7 separate regions of the Mus musculus genome follow, and regions 1, 2, 3, 4, 5 and 6 are each linked to region 7. The links are chromatin contacts, called in public promoter capture Hi-C maps. All regions are on one chromosome and are shown on one strand. The core of a region is the stretch at or near the end of the contact, and the rest is flanking DNA. Distances in the headings are between cores, read along the strand shown. Region 1 holds the start of Armc1 (armadillo repeat containing 1). Region 2 holds the start of Tbl1xr1 (transducin (beta)-like 1X-linked receptor 1). Region 3 holds the start of Ndufb5 (NADH:ubiquinone oxidoreductase subunit B5). Region 4 holds the start of Mtfr1 (mitochondrial fission regulator 1). Region 5 holds the start of Pde7a (phosphodiesterase 7A). Region 6 holds the start of Hltf (helicase-like transcription factor). Region 7 holds the start of Ect2 (ect2 oncogene).

Region 1 (3,258 bases), core at 425-2,924, 8.0 Mb after region 7:
AGGAAGCACTAATTAATGTTTTGTTAAGGCTACCTTTGCTTTTTAGCTTCAGCCATCTTTTCTTGGTAATGGCATTTTGCACAAAGTTTAGACTTTGCAGAGCTTTAATGGCATCAGTGTGAATACATTAAATTTCAGATGGTGAATTTTCAATAGGTAAAGACATATTTTCACCGACTGGCTCAAAATAACCTGTCATTACTTACTAATTCTGAAAATACTATATGTCTTTTCTTAATAGGCAGATTAACATTAGCAAAAACAGCGAATTTTCCTTTCTGGATTACTGAGTCACCTTTTATTAGAATATTGGGCAAGTCTTCACTTACTCAGCCAGATAGGTTGTGCTGTACTGGGTATGCCCCTTGGACTTAGTATATTTACTTTTTTTTTTTTTTTTTCCTGCTTTCTACATTCACTGTTTTTAATTTAGGCTCAATGTTCTCTTACCACTAATCCCTGTCTTGGCTTTGTGAATAAAGCACACAGACTGGCTTTTGCCTGTAGGTGAGATGGTTATTTAGAGTCTTGTTCTTGTTTTCTACCAAGCTTTACTTTGGACTTGTTTTCATTTTGGGTTTTAATAATAAGATAACCAAGAGCACGGGAACATTAAGAAACTCAAGAGATGGACTCTTTTGTTCTTCTTCTTCTTCTTCTTTTTTTTTCTTTTTAAGTCAAGGTTTCTGTGAAGCTTTAGTTAGCCTAAACTGGGCTTGAACTTGAAATGGTCTGCCTTCAGCCTTTACCTACTTAGTGCTCAGATTCCGCCGTGGCGGTCTGGTTTATAAATTCACTTACAAAATATTGGAGATAATAGCGTAGAATACAGTCCGGTGTGGTGTCTTCCACATCCTTTCCAAATTAAAGCCCTTTCAAATTCCTTGTAACAAGAATAACAACAAAGTCCCTGTAACTTTAATGTATGAGCAACACGTCAGAATAAGATTGTAGAAACGAAGATCAAAAAGGAGTGTGGATGGATGTATTATTTTCAGATTAGCCTGCGAGACTTGGATAACAATTTCAGAAATACTTTGGAAAATAAAACGTACCTAGAGCAACTCCTCGGTAACTAGTATCGATAAAACAAGTATGTCTTTACTTTGATAAATAGAAAACAGCATTAACAAAACTTCATGATGAACTGGAGAACTCTCTTAACACAAGTCTCTGACAAGAGAAAAGACAAAATTCTTTTCAATGTCAAATCACTTAGGCCAACCCAACAAAAGCACTTCGCATCCCTCGCTTTGCTAGAAAGCAGCACTGAAAAGAAATGAACGAAATCCAGAGAGGCCAAACAGTGTCGACGTTCATAGTAAAAACTACAAAAAAACGTCCGAAGATTCTGGGTAAAGACGCACAGACGTGGATGAAGGGTTACAGGTTGTTTTATCAGACCTGGAAGACTTGCTGAAGATAAACTATTCTGTTCGCGTGTCTGCACACAGAAGCAGAAGCCCTTCCTGCCGCGGGAACCCTGGGAATTGTAGTCGCGGAGCCACGATGGCTGTAAATTTGTTTAGCACTCCGTGGACGGCGAGCCCTTGGTTCCAATTCAGTGTTCTGGGTCCTCATAGGTCCGGTCTAGCTCACCAATGAGCTACTAGGTTTGAGAACATCCCGCCTCTGGTTGGGTGTCCTTCCTCACGTTGCTTCATTTTCAGCCAATGGGATAATAAAGCCAGCAGAGGTGACAGGGTCACCGCGGAGCCTGCAGCTCCTCCGCCGCCAGCGACTCAGCCCTGTGGTTCTTTGAGTCGGGCCGTGGCTCGGGGTCTTCGCCGCCCGTTGTCCGCCGTGGTGGGTGCGGCTCTGATGCTGCGGCAGGCTCCGGACGCCCGGAGCTCTGGAGGGTACGTAGCCGGGGCCGAGGTGGGGCCGAGGGGCCGCTGCTGCGCGGGCCGGCCGCTGCGCCCGCCTCCTGCCGGCATCCCGCGGGCTGCCTCGGACGGCTCCGGACGTGCTCTTCTCTCCTCTTCCTTCTGACCAGCCAGCCCGCCCTACGAGTAGCGGGTGTCCATGTCGCGGCGTTCTTTCTGTAAATCTGCGAGCCTCTGCGCGCAGGCCTCCATTCAAGAGAAACTCGTGTACACAGGTGGTGGGCATTTGTGCACTTAGCTGCTCCTTTGGTGATACTGTCTCCTCAGCGCTTGCAGTAGAAGTTTCCCACTGGGTTAGTTCTGTGCTTGCATGGTACTTGCCAGACATTTTACTGTCTTGCCTTTTTTTTTTCCCACCCTGTTACCCGCTCAAAACTGCTACCTGAAGAAACTGAGGCTTGGAGACGGTAATTCAATTCCAAAAGAGTTACAGTTATAATTGCAAGGAGAAGCCAGATCGGGTCTCGGCGTTTGATAGTGGTAGTTGCTTTTCAACCCGGCTTAATCATTAAGGATTTAGGATAAGTGTGTGCCCGCAGCAGCTCTTAGCACGTGAGGGCTAAATACTTCTATTAACTAAGTGGTGATTCTTAGCTATAAGAAAAGGAATACCTTTCTGACATCTGCCCAGACACTGATGTCTCGCGTGTCTCTAACTCCGTGCTTCAAGACTTCTTGCCCGTTGGCATCCTCATCTGGAAGCTGGTTGGACATCTCAGATTCCCAGACCCACTTACACCCACTGAGCTTGAACTTACTTTTGGCAAGGTCCCTTAGGTGATCGCAGTGTCCTTAAAGTTTGCGAAGGGTTCTGTTTGTCAACATAGAGCCAAGGAAGAGAAAATAAGTTTGGGTCGTGATGGTATGCCTTTAATCCCTGCTTTGGTAGCTATTGGCAGGCAGATCCCTCCTAGTTTCAGGCTCATCTCAACTACATAGGTCAGCCAGAGCTAAGTAAGGAGAAGAAAAAGTAAAGGCATACGTCCTATGCACTGTGACCTCTACTCAGACTGAGATACAGAAAAATGAGAACAAAGCTTTTGTCATTTGCACGACGTTTCCCTTTTCAGAAAATGAATGTGTCTCTTGAGAGTTTTAACTTAGCCGTCCCAACTCTTAAAGTAGACATCAATGTTAACTGTTTCATAATTGTCTTGTAATTGACACCAGGTGCGGGCTTTGGAAGTAAAAGAGCAAATTAAGACAAAGGGGATGCTGATTTACTGTTGCTGGCTAGTTAGATTAAAAGAACCTTGTGCTCTTTATATTCAGTTTGGCAAGGTCTGTGTAAGCCCCACCCCCAGTTTCTTCCATTTGTCGTGAAGATCTTCCCGTTAGTTTTTTGTTGTTTTTTGTTTGTTTGTTTGTTTTT
Region 2 (3,459 bases), core at 739-3,238, 5.1 Mb after region 7:
AATGAAGTTGCTTAGCTTTTTTTACACATATTTTCTTTCCTCACAGGGTTGGCGTGTTCGTCCTAAATTCTAGAGATCTGAGTTTACAAACTAAAGGTAAGACAAGTAATTTGAGTGTTTAGTGTTTGCGATTACAGACTTCATCCCATGCAGGGCAGCAAAACTAAGAGAGAAATAGTCAAAGCAGCAGAGAAGCCTCCATTTAGACACGAAGGGCACACAGGACCTGCCCAACCCCTTTCAGGCAGGCTGGCGACCTACCGCCCCTCCCCCATAGCTAAATGCCAACTGTTTCTAGAACTCTCAGTGATAATTTGGGAAGTTTGCCATTAACTCCCACGATTCAATCCAACTGATACACAGTGTTTTTGTGCAGATAAAGATGCCCTACTTCCCCAGACTATAAACTTATTAAAGTGGCGAGAACATACAGTCCCAGGAAGTCAGGATTACTGAAGTGCTCCAATAAGCATGGGTCTTATTTAACAAAACTGAACGTGAATCACACAGGGAAACCCAAAACTCATTTACTACCTTCAATGGGCCACCAAGATACTGCAAAGCACTTTAGCTAAGTTAAATCAGTAAGACATGGCCTTGTATTGTTTTACACTGATGGGGGGCTTTCAATCTCAAGATTCAAACTAGAAATAACACATCATTTCATCCACCGTACTTTATTAACATGTTTAGACCAGCATAAGGTTCTTATATGGAAAAACAAGAAAGCCAACAGTAAACTTCCCTAATTAACTGTAAATGGCATATAACCCTTCACCCTGGGGCCGATAAAGTCCAACCAAGGTTTTAAGAAAACTCCAGACTGTTAAAGAAATGTAATGTTTAGCTATGTTCCAACTCTTCTGTGTGATCACCAAATTATTTTCAGTGTTGGGTAACCTAACAAAGAGAGCGTTTCTTAAAAGCCACCCAACCCAAATGTTACACAGAACAGACCATTTTCACAACCTAAATTTAATCCAAATTGAGAACTTCCAAAATTACCGAACACTCTAACACATGCATGATTCGCCTCGAGCTGCCTTTCAACGTGGAATTACACTTAAATGAAAGTCAGCCCCTGTTCCAAAAAAAAAAAAAAAAAAAAAAAAAAGACATCGGTTGCAAAGAGGAAGTCACCCAGCAAACACTCACAACGTGGCTCTATACTGTCAGAAGATAATGTGACTTGTGTGCCACCCCGAAACTTACCAGGAAGCTGGCAATAAGTTTGCCAACTGTATACACTTCTGACCCAACTTTACCGAGGCTGTGGCCAGGGCCTCCTCGTGGGGAGGCCACAGGCACAAGGTGCCCACACTCGCGTCCTGAGTGAGCGAGGCCCGGCCGCGCCCCTCCCCCGCCCGCGCCCCAACAGCCGCCCGCGGTCCCCGCCGCCGCCCGGGGTCTCCGCGCGCCACAGCCCGAGGGGTGCGCGACCGGGCGACTGCAGCCCGCGCGCCCGAGCGCGGACCAGCACCCATCCTGAGCCCTGGCCGCTCCCCCGCTATGTGAGCACAGGGCGGCTGCGGCCCCGCATCCAGCCTGCGCCCCCAAGCCCGCTCGCCTGGGCCCAGTGCCTCCCGCAGCCACCCCGACCCGGGGGGGCAGCACGTGAGCGCAGCCGCCCCTCCCCCGCGCCCAGGCCAAGTTCGCGGCGCCCGCAGCCCCGGGCCCGCGCTCACCTGCTTGGCGACGCTGTCCCCTCCAGGACGCGCGGCGCTCCCCTCCTGGCCGCCGTCGGCACCCCGAGGCGCCCTGGGGTGCGGGCGCTGACAGCCGGGCAGCGGGTCCGGCGGGGGAGGGGCGCGGGGGCAGGGCGCAGCACCGAGGCAGGAGGGGAGCTGTTACTAAGGGAGAGAGCCAAGCGCGCGAGCGGCCAACGGCTCCGGCTCGGCACCGGGGAGCGCGGGGACCAGCCAGGCACAAATGAGCTCCGGGCCCGCGGCGGCGACGGCCGCGCAGCAAAACAAACCCGAGCGGCCTGCGCCCGGCGCGCGGGGAGGGAGGAGGGAACAGGGAGCGAGGAGGGGGAGGGGTAGAGGGGGAGGGGGTGGAGGGGGAGGGGAGGAGGACCCGAGGAGGGGGAGGGGAGACGAGGGGAGCGGAGGGGTGGGGCGCGCCCGGAGGGGGAGGGGAGGAAGTGAGGAGGACCCGGGAGGGGGAGGGGAGCGGAGCCGGGTGGTGGAAGAGAAGGAGAGCTGGGCGGGGGAGGGGAGCCTGGAGGAGGAGTGGGGAAACGGGTTGTGGAGGGGGAAGGGAGCCCCGAGAAGGAGAGGCGAGGGGGAAGGGAGCCTGAGCCTGGGAGGGGGAGGGGAACCTCGACGGGGAGGGGGACCTGGGAGGGGGAACTTAGAGGGAGGAGCGCCGGAGTGGGGGAGGGGCGCGGCGGAGGGGCGGGGCCGCGGTGGAGGCAGCGCGGCGGTGGCGGTGGGGGTGGCGGCCGACGAGCCGTTCCACACTCGGCTTCCTCACTCGCTCCGCTCTCCCTCCACCCAGCCTCCCTCGCTCGCTCGCGGCGCTGGGGGCTGGGCTCGCCGCGCATTCGTTCCAGAGCCCGCAGCCGGGGCTGTCCCGCTGCCTGGGTGGCGCTTGAGTCCCTTCGCCCGCAGCAATCCCGCGAGCCGCGGCCGCTCCGATCCCCGGAGGCGGCCGGCAGCTGCGGGAGCTCGGCGCGGGCTCCACATGGACTCCGCGTTCAAAGTGCCGCACACTTGGATGCGCGTAAACACGCCCGCTCCGGAGCGTACCTGGAAAGGTGCTTCGCCTGCCGTGAGCGAGTTCTAGGATGGGACCCGGAGCACCGCGCGTGGGGAGACGCGCAGCGCGCACGGCGAGAGGGGTTTGGTGAAAACGCAAAGCTGAAATTGAAGTTGTGCGCCCAAATGTGCGACTTGTCTGCGGGTCTTTTGGGAAGGTTTGATGGATCAGTTCTCATTGCGCGAAAATAAAGCCATAGACAGAATGAATGTTCACTAAGTGTGCACCGCGGTGTGATATCCACGGGAGTTTATATTATCTACTTTCTGCATGCGTCTGGCACGTGAAGGCGGTTTCTGAAGTACAGTTTGGCTGCCCAATAATGTCAAAATGTGGCTGCCGGAGCGCCGAGGATTTTTAAAATACTGCGGTGACCTTCCTGAGCCTTTCAGAAACCTGGGCTGTAAGAGGCACCCTTCCTTTTAATTCTAGCATATATCTTGAAACTCTGCTTTTTTGTTACTATCTTTAAAAATACTTTGCAACCTTCTTTGGTGAAAGGTTCTAGTTTCAAGTTGTCAAAACATTTGGAAACGTGTATTCCTGTCAAGCAGTGGTCTTCCTTTAGTGCTTCAAAGATAAATTTTCAAACAAAGTATCATTTGAAGTAACTTTCACAGCTATAGACTGTGCAGCCTAACAAACTCCGAGACTAGATTAGATTTGGTTCAGCCAAGGTCAATGACTCTCCCCTGTTGG
Region 3 (3,147 bases), core at 316-2,815, 5.6 Mb before region 7:
GGCTGCCCAAGGAACTGGTGGAAGAGAGGAAAACCTTCAGGGAGCAATGGCAGACTCATAAGCCAGTGAAAGCTGCGACAGTCAAACAGTCGCTCTTGGAACAGCCTCGAGTAGGCCCTCCCTGTTCTCTCTGGACAGGACATCGGCTCCCCGTGGTTCTCTCGGAACTGCAGGAGTGAGAAATAGTCCAGGAAGAGAGGGACCACGGAGTCTCAGCTCAGCTCAGCTAGACTACAGTCAGCACTTCTGGGGAAGGGTTCAAGGGATCTCTACTTGTGTATCTGAGGATATTTACAATAAAAAAGTGATGTCAAAAGGATATGACCAAGAAGTGTCAGCACATGGAGTCTGCCTTCAGTGTAAATTCCTGCTGGGTATTTTAAATGCACTGATCCTTTCCAGCATGTTCCAGAAGGTCCCTATGCATACTGCCTCAATATAATAGGCTTTAGGGCAATTTGTGTGTGTGTCTTTCTCTATATTAGACAAGGCAAATTGTATATCTCTAACCAAGGCCCTCTCTATGACTGTCCTGAGACCTGAGCTCTTTACCCCTCTTAGGCTCCTTTCTAAGAGAACAGTGGTTCTCAACCTTCCTAATGCTGCAACCCTTTAATGCAGTTCTTTGTGTTGTGACCTCCAACTATAAAATTATTTTCACTGCTACTCCATAACTGTAATCTTGCTACTGTTATGGGTCACAATGTGAACATCTGTGTTTTCCTACGGTCTTAGGTGACCCCTATGAAGGGGTCGCGACCCGCAGGTCATATGAAAAGCATGACTGCATTAACATACAGCAGATACAATCTGGGCTGAACCCAACTTTACACATTCACTCGCACTAGTCTTTTAAAAAAAAAAACAAACATAAAATATTTTCGTGGCCTTCTATGATGTTGTGAGGTCCACGGACACAGTTATTACCGTGCCTAACGGGCCTGTCACCTGGAGCCTTTTTACACTCGTGCCTAGGAACACCATGACAGCCTTCACTTCAGTGCGCTTCTCAGCAACTTCCTATCTGCGGGTTGGAACCAGCTGCAGGTGCCACGCACCCTGATTCTGCCCTGAGCCCAGCGACGCAGTGCAAGCCTGCAATCCCAGCCCTCGGGAGCCGGGACAAGTGCAGCCTCGGATCCCCGAGACCCTGTCTCAACAACGAAGTGTGTGCAGTTGCCCTTGGAGACGCGGGCAGCAGCTCCATGCCTGCCTAGCCTGGCAGCGAGGGAGCAGCGCCCAGCATGGCGTGGCAAGGCGCTTCGCAAACGCTGAGCTTAAACAAGGCCATCCGATCTGCAGCAGCTCTTCACACGAGAGCCCCAGGCCGACTTTGTCCCCGCTCTCTCCCTCGGAGGTCCCCAAGGTCACCTGGAAACAGCCCTCCCACCTCTCACCCGCGTCTCCGAGGCCGCCACCCACCGACAGTCTTCGGAAAGCTCCGCGTGAGAAAACTTCCGACTCCGAGTCTAGGACCAGCGCGGCGGCAAGACAGCGCTGTCAGCGCGGAGACCGAAGCCCGCTGCAGCAGGCTCATGGCCGCCATGGCTACACCGGCCACGGAAGGAAGTGGGGAGGGCTAAGGGAGCCGGGAGGGACAATCCACCAGTGAGGGCGAACGCTAGAGGAGGCCATATTGAGTGAGGGCAGCGGCCCGTTCCTGCGAGCTTCACAGGCAGGCGCTGGCGGACAAAAGTGACGACATTGTAGGTGGGGCGCCCAAAGAGAGCCCTGTAAACTCTATGGCAGACTTGGGAGATTGAAGCGAGAGCCGTGGGAGCGGCCATGTTTAGTAAGGGCAAAGCCTGTTCCTGTTTGCTTCACTTGCCTCACGCCGCCAGCGGAAGTGACCTCGTGGACACCGACACTGTGGGTCTCCATTAGAAACATGGCTGCGACCAGTCTAGTGGGTATTTGTAGAAGAGCCTCAGCGTTCCTGAAGGCAGCTTGTTCCCTAGTAAATCCCAAGGACGCTGCTCACTCGGGGTAAGTGGTGAGAGAAGAAATGACTGCCTCCGCCTTTGGGCGCTTCTTGCAGGATGCAACAGAGCTCTAGACAGGCCACCGCGGAGGCAGAGAGCGTGACCTTGCAGTCGCCTATCCTGGCGCACTAGTCCTCCTGCGTTCTGTCGCCGCGGGCGGTGGGAGCATCCGCTGCTCGGTGCTTCCTCGGACTCGCAGTGTCCTGGGGCTGGGTCGGTTGGGAGGGAGGTTTCCGAGGAGTCCTGAGCTGTGAACGGAAGGCTTCCCTCGGCGTCTTTGTACACAGATTGTCCGGCAGATGTTAAGTGATGAGCGTAGCTACGGCAACAGAAGCTGCGTCTGCGAGTGTGAGAATGACAGCTTACTCTTCACTGACACTTGCCAACAGGGAGCCGAGTTTTAGAAATAGTAGAGAGCAGATTAATTGAAGGAAGCAGTCTCTTCTATATTATTACACTAACTTTGCAAATTAGCTTTTTAAAACCTTGCAGAGTTGTAATTTGATCAGGGTGGCAAACTTGAATAAATGATTTCGTCTTCCATTATCTTGATCTGATGCCTTCCTTGACCTCTGACGGTATCAGGCACACACATGGTGCACATATATGCAGGGAAAACATTCAGATACATAAACCTTAAATTTGTTAATGAAATTATTTCAGTATGTGTGTGTGTGTGTGTGTGTGTGTGTGTTTTGTAAAAAATGAATACCTATCACTCAGAAAAGAGGCAAAATATTTTGAAGACAGTAAAACCAGTTATGCATTCATAGAACACATTGCCGTTTCTTTTTTAATGTTGCAGGTATACACTTGATTTTCCATCATTTCCCCAGGACAACAGAAACATTATTAGAGTAATAGTCAAAATATACCCTTAACCCATAGTAGCCAGTCATTGACAGTTGTCACATTTTTCAAGATCCCTGGATTTATGCTCTTTTTCTGCACTGTTGGACAGAGGTCAAAATTCAATCATAGACCCAAGGACATTGCCTTACTAAGTATGACCCTGTGGTCACACTGTGGAATACAGTGTTATTATTTAGCATATAATCCAAAATAAAAATAGGACTTGCTCTACTAATCCCTTCCCTTTTTTCTTTCCGCTTCATTGTCTCCATTCAGTTCCATTCTTTGCTTCAGGATCCAGTGAAGGATCATT
Region 4 (3,153 bases), core at 571-3,070, 8.0 Mb after region 7:
CACGCAAGCCTTTTCTACACAGCAAGGTCCATGAAAACTAGGGCTATACAATAGATCCTGTCTTAAAAGCCAAAAACAACAAAAAGGATGTATGGTTAGAGACCAGAAGAGAGCTTCCTGCCACTTAGAGCTGGAGTTATACATGTGTGCCACAAGAGGGTACCCACAAACATTGCACACCCAGCTCTATAAGCAAGCCTAGCTCATCCTCCTCCACTGTCCATCAAATCCTATTTATACCCTCCAAACAACACATGTCCTTCACAGGTCTTGAGCATGTGTGTCCATCTCAGCTGACATCACTCTGCCAATCAGCCCTGCATCTGCGGATGCAGCAAGAAACTGCAACACACCACCATTATGGAGCACTTCTCTCCCTAGAGTCTGACAAATGCAGCTCAACTACGAAGACCAATACATGCATGTCATTAGCAAATAAATCTTAATCCCATGTCCTTTCACGTGCTTGCTTTCGTAGAACATCCTTTCGCCTAGGTCCACTTCAGCTACATGTTCCTTCACGTGTTTAGCCCAGCAGAACACCGTACAACACAGTTTCTAAAGAACCCTTAAGTTTCCTCTTCAGTTACTAGACTTGCATTTCAATTCAAAGATTAGGGTGTTGATAGAGAGTTAGCTGCACATCGTGACTGAGACTTTTCTTAGCTCGTAAGCATTTTATAGTCAAACTCGGTTGTATATAATCGCAAACCCATTTCTATTACCTTCTTTTTAAAAATAATTTTTACCTTTTAAATGATTTTTGTGTATGTACAATATATGTGATCAATATATGTGGACACAACTTACTTTCATGTAACAAGATAGTAAGTGTCACAACTTCCTTGACTAAGTCATTGTAATGTAAAACAACTACATACACTAGGAAAAGGTGACTGGAATCGGGCGTGGTGACTGAGGCAGGAGGTTTTAGGCAGCTCAACCTAATCTACATAGTGCATTCCACCCCAGCCTAGAGTAAGGAAGACAACTCTGTCTCAAAACCAAACCAAACAAAAAAGTGAACGCTAAATTACCAAGTATCATGAAATACTCCTTAATATTCTTTTCCGGATGTGGTGAAGCAAGCTTTAAATCCTGTAGTTGGGAGGTGGAGGGGGTAGGATCCGAACTTCTATTGACCATCCTCAAGCACAAAACGAGGTTTAAGCCAGAAGAGGTTACATCAGACCAATCACAAAACAAACCATCAGGCGGAAAGAAAGGTTTGGTTAAGTTTGACTTCAGATCTCAAAGTTTCTGTAGTCTGGCTACACGCAAACTGCGCACGCTTAGAAAGTTCAGAGCTGCCAGCCGACAATGACAGGAAAGTAGGTCCAGGTAGAACAGGCTGAACGCCGTGGGCCGCCCCGTTCAGCCCGGATCCAGCGAGGGCACAACGCCGACTGCGGGGGATGGGAGCCAGGCCGGCGGCCCGCGGAGCTCAGCAGGCCAGGCGCGGGCGAGCCGGAGGGCTGCTCTCTGCTCCGGGCTTCCGCGGCCTCCCTCCCGCTCGCCGGCCTCCCGCGCCGCGCCCCGTCCCCTCCCTTGTCCACAACACGGCCTCCCGCCACCGTTCAGCTCCGGGTGGTAGCCATTCCCCACCCCGCCAACCGCTTTTCTGTCCCGGGCCCCACTCACCTCGGCTGCGCAGCAGCCCTCACCTTCGCAGCTGCTCAGCCTTCCAGATTGGCTGTCCCAGGACCTTATGCCAATCAGCCAATCCCCGCCCCTGGCCCGGCCTAGGCTGACCAGTGAACGGCTCGCTGAGGCCCGGGGGCGGGCTCAGGAGAGGCCGGCGGAAGGCGTGTCTGCTCGCCGGCCACGCCGGCTACCTGTCCCGGGCTCTGTGCGCACGCGCGGTGCCCAGTAAGGGGCGTGTGCTTGCTAGTGTGCCGCGCTTTGTCTTGGGTGCTTCTGCCCCTGTTATTTTTGTTGGTAAACTTCGCCCCTTTTGGGTGTAGGAATACCCACATTCCGAGTGAAGTCTCAAATGTGTGCCCGCTGAAAGGAGCTAGGTCCTTAGCCTAGCCTAGCCTAGCCTGTGTCGAGCCCTTCTCAACCCACGCTCTGTGGGGACTTTGTCTGCCAGGGCGATCTGTTTCGGGCCTCAAATCCCGGACGTATGTTCTGGAGGAGTGGAAGGCGCGGCTCAGAGGGAGTGAAGACTTTTCCTGCCTTCAGTTCCCCCGCCTCAAAGTCTGCCTAATTGGTGTGCGTAGTTTTTAATGAAGGGTTATTCTAGATTTCAGATAACCTAGTCATGAAAATACGATCAGTCTGTGTCAAGTTAGCTATAAGCAGCACGGTGGTGTGTGTGGGTGCGATAAAACGTGAATATGGAGGGAAAGCCTATCAGTAATTCAAGAGGCCGCTCCTACCTGGGCGTGGCGGCTCCTGCTATGTAAAACGAGTAGTTTGAAGTTGGAGGCTGGAGGATCCAGAGTTGAAGACCAGCCTATGTCCAAAACAACCTGGAAGAGGGTGGAAGAGTTGAGGTGGGAAGTGGGCAGCAGCTGTTGCTACTTCGCCTTCTCTCTTACCCTCTCATTGGAGCGCTGGTGTTCTTACCCTGGATGGCCTAAATTCCTCCTGGCTACTGCTTTGGATTTCACCTAGAGCTTCAATTCAGTTACTCAGCAACGGCTCGTTGGGAGCCCATTATGACAGTACAAAGTTGGTGGGGTTTGTTTGTTTGTTTGTTTGTTTTTTAAGCCTTGAACCACACCCTGAGTAAGCCTACCAAAAGGCAGGGAGATCAAAACAAGGTTAATTAATATATGTGACCAAGTGTTATAACGTTTTAAGTACAAAAGGGCCTGACAGGCTGTGACCAAGGCTGGGAGAGAGAAGCCTGAGAGAGCAGTTCAGGGAGGGGTGCTTGGTCTGAAGGCTGATGAAAAGACAAAAGCTGCTGAAGTGAACTGGTAGGGACCACACACCAGGGCGACCATTCCAATGATACTTGTAGGATTTACTGCTAAGCTATTAGTTGCCTCAGGATCCCTGGTCACCAGCTGTGTGACCCACAGGTGACTCTCAGCTGCCTGCCACCACACAGGCCTATGTGATTGTCTATGTTTAAGAAGAAGGGTATCTGAAAGCACCCATCAGTTGGAGATGGCTTAAAACCTGTTTTTTGTTTTGTTTTGA
Region 5 (3,490 bases), core at 360-2,859, 7.8 Mb after region 7:
GTTGTTGTTTGAGATAGAATCTCACTATGTAGTCTGCCTGGTTTTGAACTCACTATGATACTTGAGCTTATCTTTAACTCTCAACTCTTCATCGTGTTGCCCTAGCTTTCCAAAGGCAGCGATTACAGGTTTGTACCACCATGTCCGTACATATCACTTGAGGTTAGTTCTTGAGATTTATCTGTCCTAGGTGTAGGGCAAGTTTGTTTCTAGGAATCTACTTCCAATTTAGTCAGCTGATAAACGACTTTCTGAAGACTAAGTGGCCCACAGTGCTCGGTGTAATCCCAAGTGAGATGCTTAACACATCTACTACAGGGACTAATTAGGATTTCAAAAGCAGTGAGATCAGTTGCTGCACTAAAAGAATCTCATTAGTGCTTCTTCATCTAGTGAAGGCAAATTCCATGACACAGAACGGATCGTAAAACATGATGAAGACCTGGCATGTAGAAAATACACAGGGGCACGAGGTTTAAATAATAAAAGAATACACCTTCCACCTTTGTCCGTTTATCTGATCATGTACACTCGGTACTCAATTTATAGCATCATTAAGCCCAGGCTCAGCACTGTACTTCTTCTAAGACCTGCCACCTTGCCAATCTTAAATAACTGGGAGACTAGATGCCCTGAGAAATGATCCAAATCTATTTTGCCAGGGGGCGGGGGTGGGGGTGGGGGTGTGGAGCTCGTTCATGCTAAAAGTATCTGATGCTCAAAGCATCAGAAACAGTCGGCTCCTGCAGAAAAGCTTTGGCAGTTTGGGGCAGAAACTTAAAAGAACAAGCAAATTATATCCTCACCTTACCAAAACAGGTGAAAAGCTCTCTTACATCCTAGCCAGCAAACACTAACAAAGAAGGGCGATGGTTGGCTAGGGGAACTTTTGGTCTCTTTGTCATCTTTGTCTTCCCAATATCGTCATTTCTCATTTTCTTGGTTGCAGAATTTCACTTTTCTCCATCCAAAGACCCTCCTTCTCGCTCGGGAGTTTTTGGTCTTTTTCTGCTCTGCAGGCCCCGAAAGTCTGGGGCCTCACTTGCCAAGGGAAGCCACTGGAACCTTGCCTAGGTAGGGCACGGACGGTGACATAGCGGGAGCACTGAGCCCCCGAGATCTGCTGGCGTCACCGCCGCAGCGGCCTCCCGCGACGCCCTAGTACGGGAATTCCACAGGGGACGCGCGCGGTGCCCCGACGGGCGGAGCACGGAGAGGGCGCCCGGTGCTCTGGGCATTTTGGATCTGTCGGACGAAACAGCGCCGATCCGGTAGGCCGAACAAACTCCGGGTCGGTGCGCCCGAGGATGCCCCACGTAACTCTCCTGCGCACGCGCCGCGGGTTGCGGGGAGGGAGCTGCGGGGAGGCGGGAGGGGCCGGGGGGGCGCGGGGCGCGGCGCGGCGCGGCGCGGCGCCTAGCGCAGCGGACGCGAGCAGCCCTGTCCGGACAGCCGGCGGGCTCCTGGGCGCGGCGGCGGCGCGGGGCGCGGGGCATGCGGCGCGGCGTCGTGACGTCACGGTGGCGGCGGCCGTGGTTGGCGCAGGGTCCGCTGCTGCAAAGTGTGAATTACGCCGGGCTCGCGCCGGCGGCGGAGCGGAGTGAGGCTCGGGGGAGGGGAGGGGGCAGGGCTCCGGCGGCCGAACTGCTCTACGCTCCGCGCCCGTGCTCGCGGCCCGGGCCAGCTCTCGCGCCGCGGAGCGCCTGGGCGGCGGGTTCCCCTTTAACGCCGCCCGCCCGGCTTCCCGAGCCCGCTGCAGCCCTTCCCGCCGCCAGCCGCGCGGAGGGCCGGGAGGCGTCGGCGGCCACTAGCGCCGCCCGCCCCGCGCGCGCCTCGGCCCCGGGTCCCCGCGGCGCGGCCCCCTCGTAGCGCAGGGGCGGGCGACCGCGGACTGGCGGGCGCCGCGCGGATCCAAGGCGGACGTGTTCAATGGAAGTATGCTACCAGCTGCCGGTGCTGCCCCTGGACAGGCCGGTCCCCCAGCACGTCCTCAGCCGCCGAGGAGCCATCAGCTTCAGCTCCAGCTCCGCGCTCTTCGGCTGCCCGCATCCCCGGCAGCTCTCGCAGGTAACCGCCGCCCCGGGGCCCGCAGCTCGGTGCTTTTGTCTTCTGGAGGGACTCGGGCCATTGTTCCCGCCTCGGTAGGCTGGCCTCCCCTTCCCGGAGTCTTTCACCCTCGGCTGTGCTCGGTGCCCCTGGCCTCTGCGACCCTCGCCGCGGCTAACCCGTCACGCCCGCTGGTAGCCCCAAGCCATGACTTTATCCTCCCCTCCTTTCTCTGTGTCTCCTACCAGTTGGGCCTCTTGTCCCCTTAGTCATGACCCTGAGCTCACCTTTTCGCCCCCCACCCCCTAGCCCTCCCCCACACCTGTGCAGGTTCTCGAGCCTTGCAGCGCTGCGGGTGCTGAGTTTCTCAGAACAATAGGCCTAGTGGTCCCATTGTGGTCCTCACCCGAACTGCGAACTGCTGCTTTGTAGGGAAGGGGCCTAGGTGTCAGGAACTAGTGTGCAAAGTTGATGGTTTCCAATCAGTTTTCTCGCTTGATAAAGGCGGCTTTAGTTCAGAAACCACTGATGAGCATTCACAAAGGACTTTGTTTCCGATGGCCCAACACCAGTTGCTGTTGAACATTAAAAAAAAAAAAATTTTTTTCTGTGACGTCCTTGGCTCAGCTCTTTAGTTGGGTTAAATTTGGTTGCCAGATTTAGAATAAAGAGGAAGAATTTTACTTTGTTTACATATGAACCTGGTGCCCTCATTGCCTGCTGCCAGAAGTTCTGTGTTTATGAGATTACTTTTGGGACGGGTACTGGAGGAGTGTGCTTACATTTGCTGGTCTAGACTCCAATCAGTGAGCCTCAGCCATTCATCCATCCATCCATCCATCCATTCATTCGTTTATTTGTGTGCTTGTTTATGGCAGGGCCTTTCTAAATTGTTCAGTCTTGCCTTTAACTCATGATCTTCCTGCTTCAGACTTCCAAGTACCAGGCCTGAGCCATTGCCCTAGGTCCCGTATTCATTTCGTAAAATAAAGTATTCTTATTTTTTTCTATTGCTTAGTATTTCTTTACCCTTTATAGCACACTGTTTCTCCCTTCAATTATATTGTATTATAAGAAAGGAAATTTTAAAGACAGTTAGAATGGACAGCATCTTTTAGAGATTTTGCTTATAGTAGATCGCCAGTAAATTCTATTTGTCATTTGCCTTTTTTTCTTTTTCCTTTTTGGCCTGCAAGATAGAGCAGGAGGTTCTGTGTGAGTTTCCTTTCAAAGAGTTCTTCTTTATTTAAGGTCAGACTCTTCTGATACAAGGTAGTATGCTAAAGAATTCAGTGTAAAATACTAAGTGGAATTTCAAATAATACTTTTGTTACTTTGAAGTGTAGTTTGTGAACTGTATTTTTTATTATTGCTTAACACGTTTTAAAGTTCCAGAATAATATCAAAATATATTAAAGCACTCAGGAGAAGGTTTTCAATAATA
Region 6 (3,371 bases), core at 848-3,347, 7.1 Mb after region 7:
TGCAGCTGCAGTTGCTGTTGTGCCAGCCAAGAGTACTGAGAATAGTACTCTAATCCTCTGCAGGAACAGCAAGGGCTCTTACCTGCTGAGTCGTCTCTTCAGCTCCCAAACTGCAGTTTAAAGAAATACAGACTGAACTATACTAATGTAAAGTGATACAACTGGTATTTGTTTTTACAGGACAAAAAGAAAAGAAAAGAAAAGAAAAGAAAAGAAAAGAAAAGAAAAGAAAAGAAAAGAAAAGAAAAGAAGAGAAGAGAAAGCAAGCAAAAATAGAAAATACTTGCTAACCATTGAATCTTATTCTCATTTTGTTAGAAACTTTCTCATAATAAATTAAATATCATTAGAATTATATTACTAAATAACAAAGATGCCCTTAATAAAGATTATTGTTCAAAGAAAATTATATATATATATATATATATTCTCAATCTGTCCATTTTCTTTCTCTCACACACATTTTCACATACATTCATTTCAGAGAACAGGAATACATAAGAAAGAACAAGGACTGTTTTTACTACAAAAATGAATAACCTAATGCAAAACATGATGGATTTGAAGTCATTTCTTAAATTTACCACGTTCCTCAGTAATCACAAGGACCAAATGTGTGGGCAAAAGTGCTTTATAAACTATAAGCATAGGAGAAAAGTAAGAAGTTAATCAGTTAGTCAAGGTATTTATGACTAGCCTTTCATTCAAAGTAAAACATTCATTGTATACATCACCTTTTACTATAACTTACTGTTAAAACCATAAACATACCATAATTTTATTATCTAATCTTTTACTTACAACTCCTGTGTAATAGCGTAGTCCAACAACTTGTCCTCTCATAGTTCCAAATAAAACCAAATCTTGCTCTTCATCACTCGTTAGGAAGTCATCTGGAGGAATAATGTCTTGGAATTCAAAATGTGGCAAGAAAGTTGAGTATGAAAGTCTTGGAATATTTTCGTGTGATCCATACTGGACAGACTGCGAATACTTCCAAACAGGACCCCTGTTTTAAAACAAAACAAAAAACCAAAAACAAAACAGGACTTGTTTTTCTTTTTTTGGTTTTTCGAGACAGAGTTTCTCTGTATAGCCCTGGCTGTCCTGGTCCCCTAACCCCTTCCCCTCTTCTCTTTCCTTTTCTGAAACTGGGTTTCTCTGTGTAGCCTTGGCTGTCCTACTCGCTCAGTAGACCAGGCTGGCCTCAAACTCAGAGATCCACCTGCCTCTCCCTCCCAGGTACTTGGCTACCACTGCCCGCTATGAAAATAACTTTAAATTTTAACATAAATGCATCCACAGCATCCTCTGCTTTAACTCCTTTGGAACAGAACACATTTTAAATCGAGCATCTAAATTGTGACACTATAGAGAACTGACCTTGAAGCCCCATTATTTTAAAGGATAGGGATAATTGTTGCAAAAATGGGCATGAAAACCACAGTAGATGATGAAAAGAGGTGTTTGCTGGAAGCCTCCTAGAAGATGTAGTTCTCCTAAAAACACACGGGGCTATCAAGTCGCGAGTTTCCCTCTCAGCTCCTCTGCAAATATGCTTTAGTGCGCTTTTGCATAGTGCCGGGAAATACAAGTTGGAAGCTGTTACCATAACAATGCCTAGCGAACAGTGGGATAACATTGGTGAATAAATCACCCCCCGCTTCCACCCCCCCCGCCACCCCCCCCCCCCCCCCCCGCCAAGCCCTTGACGCAGATTCTCCGAGGTCGCAGCCACTCTGGTCAGCCGCGACAATGCATTGGTGCCTCCAGGAGCAACACCGGCAAGCGACCCGCAGAAGGGATGCAAACTGCACCTATAAAGCGCCCGGGCGCGCACCTTCACTAGAATAGAGCGCAGAGCAATTGGCCTCACGCCCAGCCCCCCTCAGCCCTTCACCTCGTGAACGTATAGGACATGGCGCGGGGCGGGGTGACTTCGGGATGCCCTGGGCTCCCCAGATCTTCCCAGACAGCCTGATAAAGCTCCTCAAGGCGTCGTGGCCCAGGCGCCGGAATCCAAATCAGAACCGCCAGGCCGCGTCCGCCCGGTGAGACGTGTCCACACCACTCCTTCCTGCAACAGTCTGAGAAACCGGTGACGTTCTGCGATCGGCACCGCCAGGGCCCAATCCAAAGGAAGAGTCTACGAAGACCAACCAATCACAATACAAGAGGGTGGGGAGCTCCGCCCAGTGCTGCGATTCAAAGGCAGTGCGGCGCGTCCGGGTTCTACCTGGTTCTTCCGCAGTCCGAGACGCCTTGCACGGTAAAACATCGAGGCTTCTTGAGTGAGCCACAGGGCTCAAGGTTCTGACGGACTAGGGGGAAAGAGGTCTTCTAGCCACTGCCCTAACTCCTCAAGGATGTCCCCATAGGTCAGACGCTCCCTATCTGATGGAATGCCTAACAGGGCCTACTCCAGTAGGAGCCCTGGGTGGGATACCTGCATTTCCTCTGCTGAGCCCTGACTCTATTTATTCTTAGCGACCTCCGTGTATGCGAGACCCTGAGTTCTGGAAATCTGAATGAGAACTTACGAATTTCCTTCTCCCATCTCGCTTTTATTGTGTTTAAAGAAATTTTTTTCCCTTGGTAGAAGAAAGCCATAAAGTAATACAACCTTATAGCTCTTGCTGAAAAAGGCAGACTGGTCCAACATTAGTTGTAAGGTCCGAGGTGGTGGCTGGGGCTACGTGTGTTTTCTTAGGAAAATGAAGGAGGCACTATAAAGAAACTTTTTTTTTCTCTCTTTTTTTTTTTAATTAGGTATTTACTCGTTTACATTTCCAATGCTATCCCAAAAGTCCCCCATACCCACCCACTCCCCCTTTTTGGCCCTGGCGTTCCCCTGTACTGGGGCATATAAAGTTTATATGTTTATACTTTATAATCTAAAGGGACATTTCACTTTGGAGTTTTGTATGCAACAGTATCAGGCAAGGTAAAGGTAATTCCAGCATCTTGAAAGACCATAAAACTACTTTTGATGAAGCAGCCATTAACTGCTGCATCTTCTGCTGCACCAACAGTAGGAAGCTAAAGGTATTGCCCAGCCAAACATAATAGGGTGTGCTGTAAACCATCGGAATGTCTAGATGTGTTTGTAAACATTTTAAACACTGGAAGTCATCCTTCCTAGAGTGGTCCATTTTATGCTTCCATCAGCAGAGGATGAAAGGTGGTCAGTAAGATGTTTTAAGAGGCACATGTTCATTGTCTTAAATATTGATGATCTGTGAACTAAAAGTAAAATGTGACCATTTGAGGATTGTCTGCTGGAATGGCACCCTAGGGAATGCTATGATAAAAAGAAAGGAGAGAGAGAGAAGCAAAAACAAGAAAACTAACTTTAACAGTATTAAGAGACA
Region 7 (3,314 bases), core at 500-2,999:
AAAGAAAAAAACAGCACTTCCCATAGAGTGTTTTCTATATTAGGCTTTCTTTACACCCATCTATTATATCTGACTTTCTTTATATTTTTATGTCTAAAGATGTCTGGGCCTCACAGAGCCTGGGCTGGCCTGGAAGTTGGTATGCACCCTAGAATGACCTTGAACTGTAGCTCCCCTCTCTGTGGTGATGGGATTACATCATTCCTCCCAGCCCCCAACTCTGACAGGCTGTGTCTATCCCTTATTCATGCTTTCCCCCAAGCAAATACTTTCTTACACTTAATACAGATTTGCCGAGTAAATAACAACCTGCAGGTGAAGATAGTATCTCTTGTTCATTTCTCACCAAAGGGCTGCCCTCGCTGTAAGAGGCTAAGCTAGCCTTCCTGCACTGCAATCCTACACTCTCACCCAACAGACTGGGAAGCTAGCTCTCCTCGGGCAGGGCACAAAGGAGGCGGCTGCCTTCTACTTTAGTGAGGAGAATGCTTGGAATGCCAGACACACCCCAGTTTAAATTGCAAGCACACTTCTCTGGGCAAGGTCCAGGCCGATTTTTCCTTTCTTCCACTCCAAAGGCTAGTGCGGAATTCTAGTGATTGGCAGGCCATAGATACTGGTAGGCAAAAAACCCTAAAAACCAACCAACCAGACAGACAAAACTATAGATTGTTTTACTCATTCTATGAACTCACCGTAGACTTGTCGAACTGCTTAGGCTGTCAAGAAGTTCTTTTGGTTTTAAAGTAGATTTTGGGCTTAAAGTGAGTTGGCTCAGTGGTTTAAAGCGTTTGTTTCTCACACATAGGCCGTGAGTTTGATTTCCAGCACCCACCTGGTGGTTCATCATTCTCTGTAATTCCAGTCTCTGGGGATCTGGCCTCCTCCTATGTCCAAGGACAGCAGGCACTCACAAATGCACATACGTTCAGGAAAAAATAATATGTATAGGCAAAAAGACACATAAAATTTATCAATCTAAATTTCAAAAGTGCTTTAAAAACCTCTTAATGAGATTTGGGGCCTAGCAACCGATCCAAACACTTGGTAAGGTTTTGAAAGTGAAAAATAATTGTTTTGAGTCCTGGTCTCCTATAGCCTAGGCTGGTCTTGTCCTCCTTAGTACAGGCTTTGAGACCACACCCAGCTAGAAGTGTATGCCTAGGCGACTGTATTATAGAACATTCCATCTAGAAACAAATTTCAAAATAGCAATACTGATCCCAGGGGTAAAACAATCCCTTCTTTTCTAGACTTCCAAGCACAGTCACTAACATTCCTAAGCTGGGAGTTGGGGTGGGGAGGGAGCAACCCACCCAGAAGCAGTTTTGCTTCAGGAGATTCTAAAATCTCCTTATACACTTTTTTATATTAATTACTCAGATGCAAGCTTGTCTTCAAAAATAAAATCTGGTTAGTAGTAAGAGCGGATCGGTTTGCGGTGCTTGGTACTTTTTCTTGAAGTTGGAGGTGATGGCAGAGAGACCGTTCATCAGGAACTGGGCTGTTTACGGAGTAAACAAGCGGTAACCACAGAAACACCTGCTGCATCCAGAGGCGCTGCAGAGCCACGCCTCCTCAAGCCCACATCCGGGCACTCCGCCGACGTTCGCACGCTCCAGCCGTTTACCGGATTTGAAACACACTCACAACCAATCAGCCGGCGCCTCCCGAAGGCAGACGTTGGGATTGACCAATCGGCAGTCCGCCCGAGGTTCCAGCCTATCAAAAGGAGGTTGACAGAGCGCGCCAATCAGCATGGCTCTTAGAGAGAGCGACTGGATTTTTTTGAATCGGAGGCGGCAGCCTCTCTCGAGCCATGGCGGCGCCTGTGAGGGGGAGACTTAGTGTTTGAGAAGGATAAGCGAGGACTGCGCCGTCGTGGTTCCTTTTTAAAATCTCTGAGCGTGGTGAGGACTGCGGGGTGAGTGGGGGACGGGAAGGGATTCGGGAACCCGGAACTGAGCACGGGCCGTGGCGACCAAGGCCGGCGCCCCCGCCGCGGTGAGCTCCCACGGCTGCGTACCTGTCTGTCCCGCTCCCCTCCATCCTCCTTCCCCACATCCGCCTCCTGTCCTGCCCTCTGCTCTCGTCCCGGCCCTTCCTTGCGGGAGGCTGGGCTCTCTATCTATTCTGCTTCTGTCCGGCGCCTCAGGGTGAAGGGCGCAGTTGGGACCGGGATTTTGGCCTCCCGCCCGCCCGCCGCAGCCCCGAGCTGCCTTGATTGTTTTGTGGTTTCCCTCTGGAATTCCTGTAGAATTCCGATTTTCAATTTTTAAAAATATAAAACACAGGCCGCCCCGCCCCTTCCTGGCCACAGATGTGTGTGGTTAGCGGTTAACTTAGCTCCCTCAGTTAGACCCGGCTAGGAGTCGCTGTGTGAGCAACTTCCTTAGCCACAAACTGGATATGACAGTGACATTTGTCTTTTAGGATGGCTGCAAGCGTTAAAAAGTGGCAAGGGAAAGATTTAAGATAGTGACTAAAATATTGAGCTCTAAGTAAATGAGAATCGCTAATTGCACTGTTATCAATAACGTATACACTATTGTAGTTTGGGTTCCTTACTCTGGTGTGACGTGTTTATGGAAAAAAAAAAGGTTTATTTAAAAGAAAAGCTGAAATGACTATTTGTTTAAAAGAATCCATGTGTTTGTGAGACAAGATCTCAGGTACCCCAGCATAGACTTGAATTGTGGAGCCTAGGGTGACAAGGAACTCTGTCTGCCTCTACCCCCTCTTCTGGGTGCTCGGATTACAGGTGTACTTTCACCTTACCTGGTTTCTGAGGTGCCCGCGGATGACTTCATGCACACTGACTGCAGCTGAGTCACATCCCGAGTCAAAGATAGATTGTTTTTATGATCACGATTCCGTTGTGTTTATTTTTAAAAGGTCTGTAGAATATGTGAAAAGGAAGAAAGTGACCTGGTGCACTTAAGTTTGCGGTGATGTTGGGTGCTAGATGCTGGTTGTATCACTAGTGTAGCGTGTAGCTCTTTTGCTGTATATTATGGAGCTGTTTTGGTAATAAATGATCTGTGTATTTAAGCATTTCCAGTGTTTTGGGGTGTAGTGAGAAAGGGTTTAGTTATGTATCTCCTCCCTCTGTTTTGTGGGTGCTGGAATTTTAGGCCACACATTGTCAGTTGTTTGGTGATTTTTTTTTTTAAGAGGATCATGTAAACTAAAAGTATCCTTAAAGGTGCATTGTAAAGCTTTGGCACACAGTTGCACATAATTGTAGGCTGTGTTACCACACTTTTCCCCCTTTGGACTGGGAGATTGAAAAACAAATAAAAATACATGTTTTT

Evidence for each region. Promoter capture Hi-C pulls out the DNA fragments that hold promoters and counts their contacts.
Region 1: a contact with region 7 is called in a promoter capture Hi-C map of pre-B cells. The contact joins the promoter of Armc1 here to the promoter of Ect2 in region 7. A contact is called at or near these places in 2 of 39 promoter capture datasets (cranial neural crest and pre-B cells) and 1 of 484 Hi-C or Micro-C datasets (CD4 T cells).
Region 2: a promoter capture Hi-C map of pre-B cells shows a contact between it and region 7. The contact joins the promoter of Tbl1xr1 here to the promoter of Ect2 in region 7. A contact is called at or near these places in 2 of 39 promoter capture datasets (cranial neural crest and pre-B cells) and 1 of 484 Hi-C or Micro-C datasets (B cells).
Region 3: a contact with region 7 is called in a promoter capture Hi-C map of pre-B cells. The contact joins the promoter of Ndufb5 here to the promoter of Ect2 in region 7. A contact is called at or near these places in 1 of 39 promoter capture datasets (pre-B cells) and 2 of 484 Hi-C or Micro-C datasets (CD4 T cells and embryonic stem cells).
Region 4: a contact with region 7 is called in a promoter capture Hi-C map of pre-B cells. The contact joins the promoter of Mtfr1 here to the promoter of Ect2 in region 7. A contact is called at or near these places in 3 of 39 promoter capture datasets (cranial neural crest, frontonasal cranial neural crest and pre-B cells) and 1 of 484 Hi-C or Micro-C datasets (pre-B cells).
Region 5: a promoter capture Hi-C map of pre-B cells shows a contact between it and region 7. The contact joins the promoter of Pde7a here to the promoter of Ect2 in region 7. A contact is called at or near these places in 3 of 39 promoter capture datasets (cranial neural crest, pre-B cells and second pharyngeal arch cranial neural crest).
Region 6: a promoter capture Hi-C map of pre-B cells shows a contact between it and region 7. The contact joins the promoter of Hltf here to the promoter of Ect2 in region 7. A contact is called at or near these places in 2 of 39 promoter capture datasets (cranial neural crest and pre-B cells) and 1 of 484 Hi-C or Micro-C datasets (B cells).

Annotation. Positions count from the first base shown.
Region 1 is chr3:19,161,511-19,164,768 of GRCm38.p6, reverse strand. Armc1 (armadillo repeat containing 1) reads left to right here and starts at 1,674. Exons shown (of 7, transcript NM_028840.3): 1 at 1,674-1,859.
Region 2 is chr3:22,075,181-22,078,639 of GRCm38.p6, reverse strand. It overlaps Tbl1xr1 (transducin (beta)-like 1X-linked receptor 1), which reads right to left and starts at 1,988. Exons shown (of 16, transcript NM_030732.3): 1 at 1,686-1,988.
Region 3 is chr3:32,735,481-32,738,627 of GRCm38.p6, reverse strand. It overlaps Ndufb5 (NADH:ubiquinone oxidoreductase subunit B5), which reads right to left and starts at 1,565. Exons shown (of 6, transcript NM_025316.2): 1 at 1,423-1,565. The coding sequence starts at 1,546. Mrpl47 (mitochondrial ribosomal protein L47) reads left to right here and starts at 1,873. Exons shown (of 7, transcript NM_029017.2): 1 at 1,873-1,986. The coding sequence starts at 1,889.
Region 4 is chr3:19,186,777-19,189,929 of GRCm38.p6, reverse strand. Mtfr1 (mitochondrial fission regulator 1) reads right to left here and starts at 1,820. Exons shown (of 8, transcript NM_026182.6): 1 at 1,642-1,820.
Region 5 is chr3:19,309,441-19,312,930 of GRCm38.p6, reverse strand. Pde7a (phosphodiesterase 7A) reads left to right here and starts at 1,609. Exons shown (of 13, transcript NM_001122759.2): 1 at 1,609-2,067. The coding sequence starts at 1,930.
Region 6 is chr3:20,056,537-20,059,907 of GRCm38.p6, reverse strand. Hltf (helicase-like transcription factor) reads right to left here and starts at 2,097. Exons shown (of 25, transcript NM_009210.3): 1 at 1,901-2,097; 2 at 802-1,009. The coding sequence starts at 1,920.
Region 7 is chr3:27,152,313-27,155,626 of GRCm38.p6, reverse strand. Ect2 (ect2 oncogene) reads left to right here and starts at 1,749. Exons shown (of 24, transcript NM_001177626.1): 1 at 1,749-1,924. 1700125G22Rik (RIKEN cDNA 1700125G22 gene) reads right to left here and starts at 1,601. Exons shown (of 3, transcript NR_040548.1): 1 at 1,317-1,601; 2 at 696-887.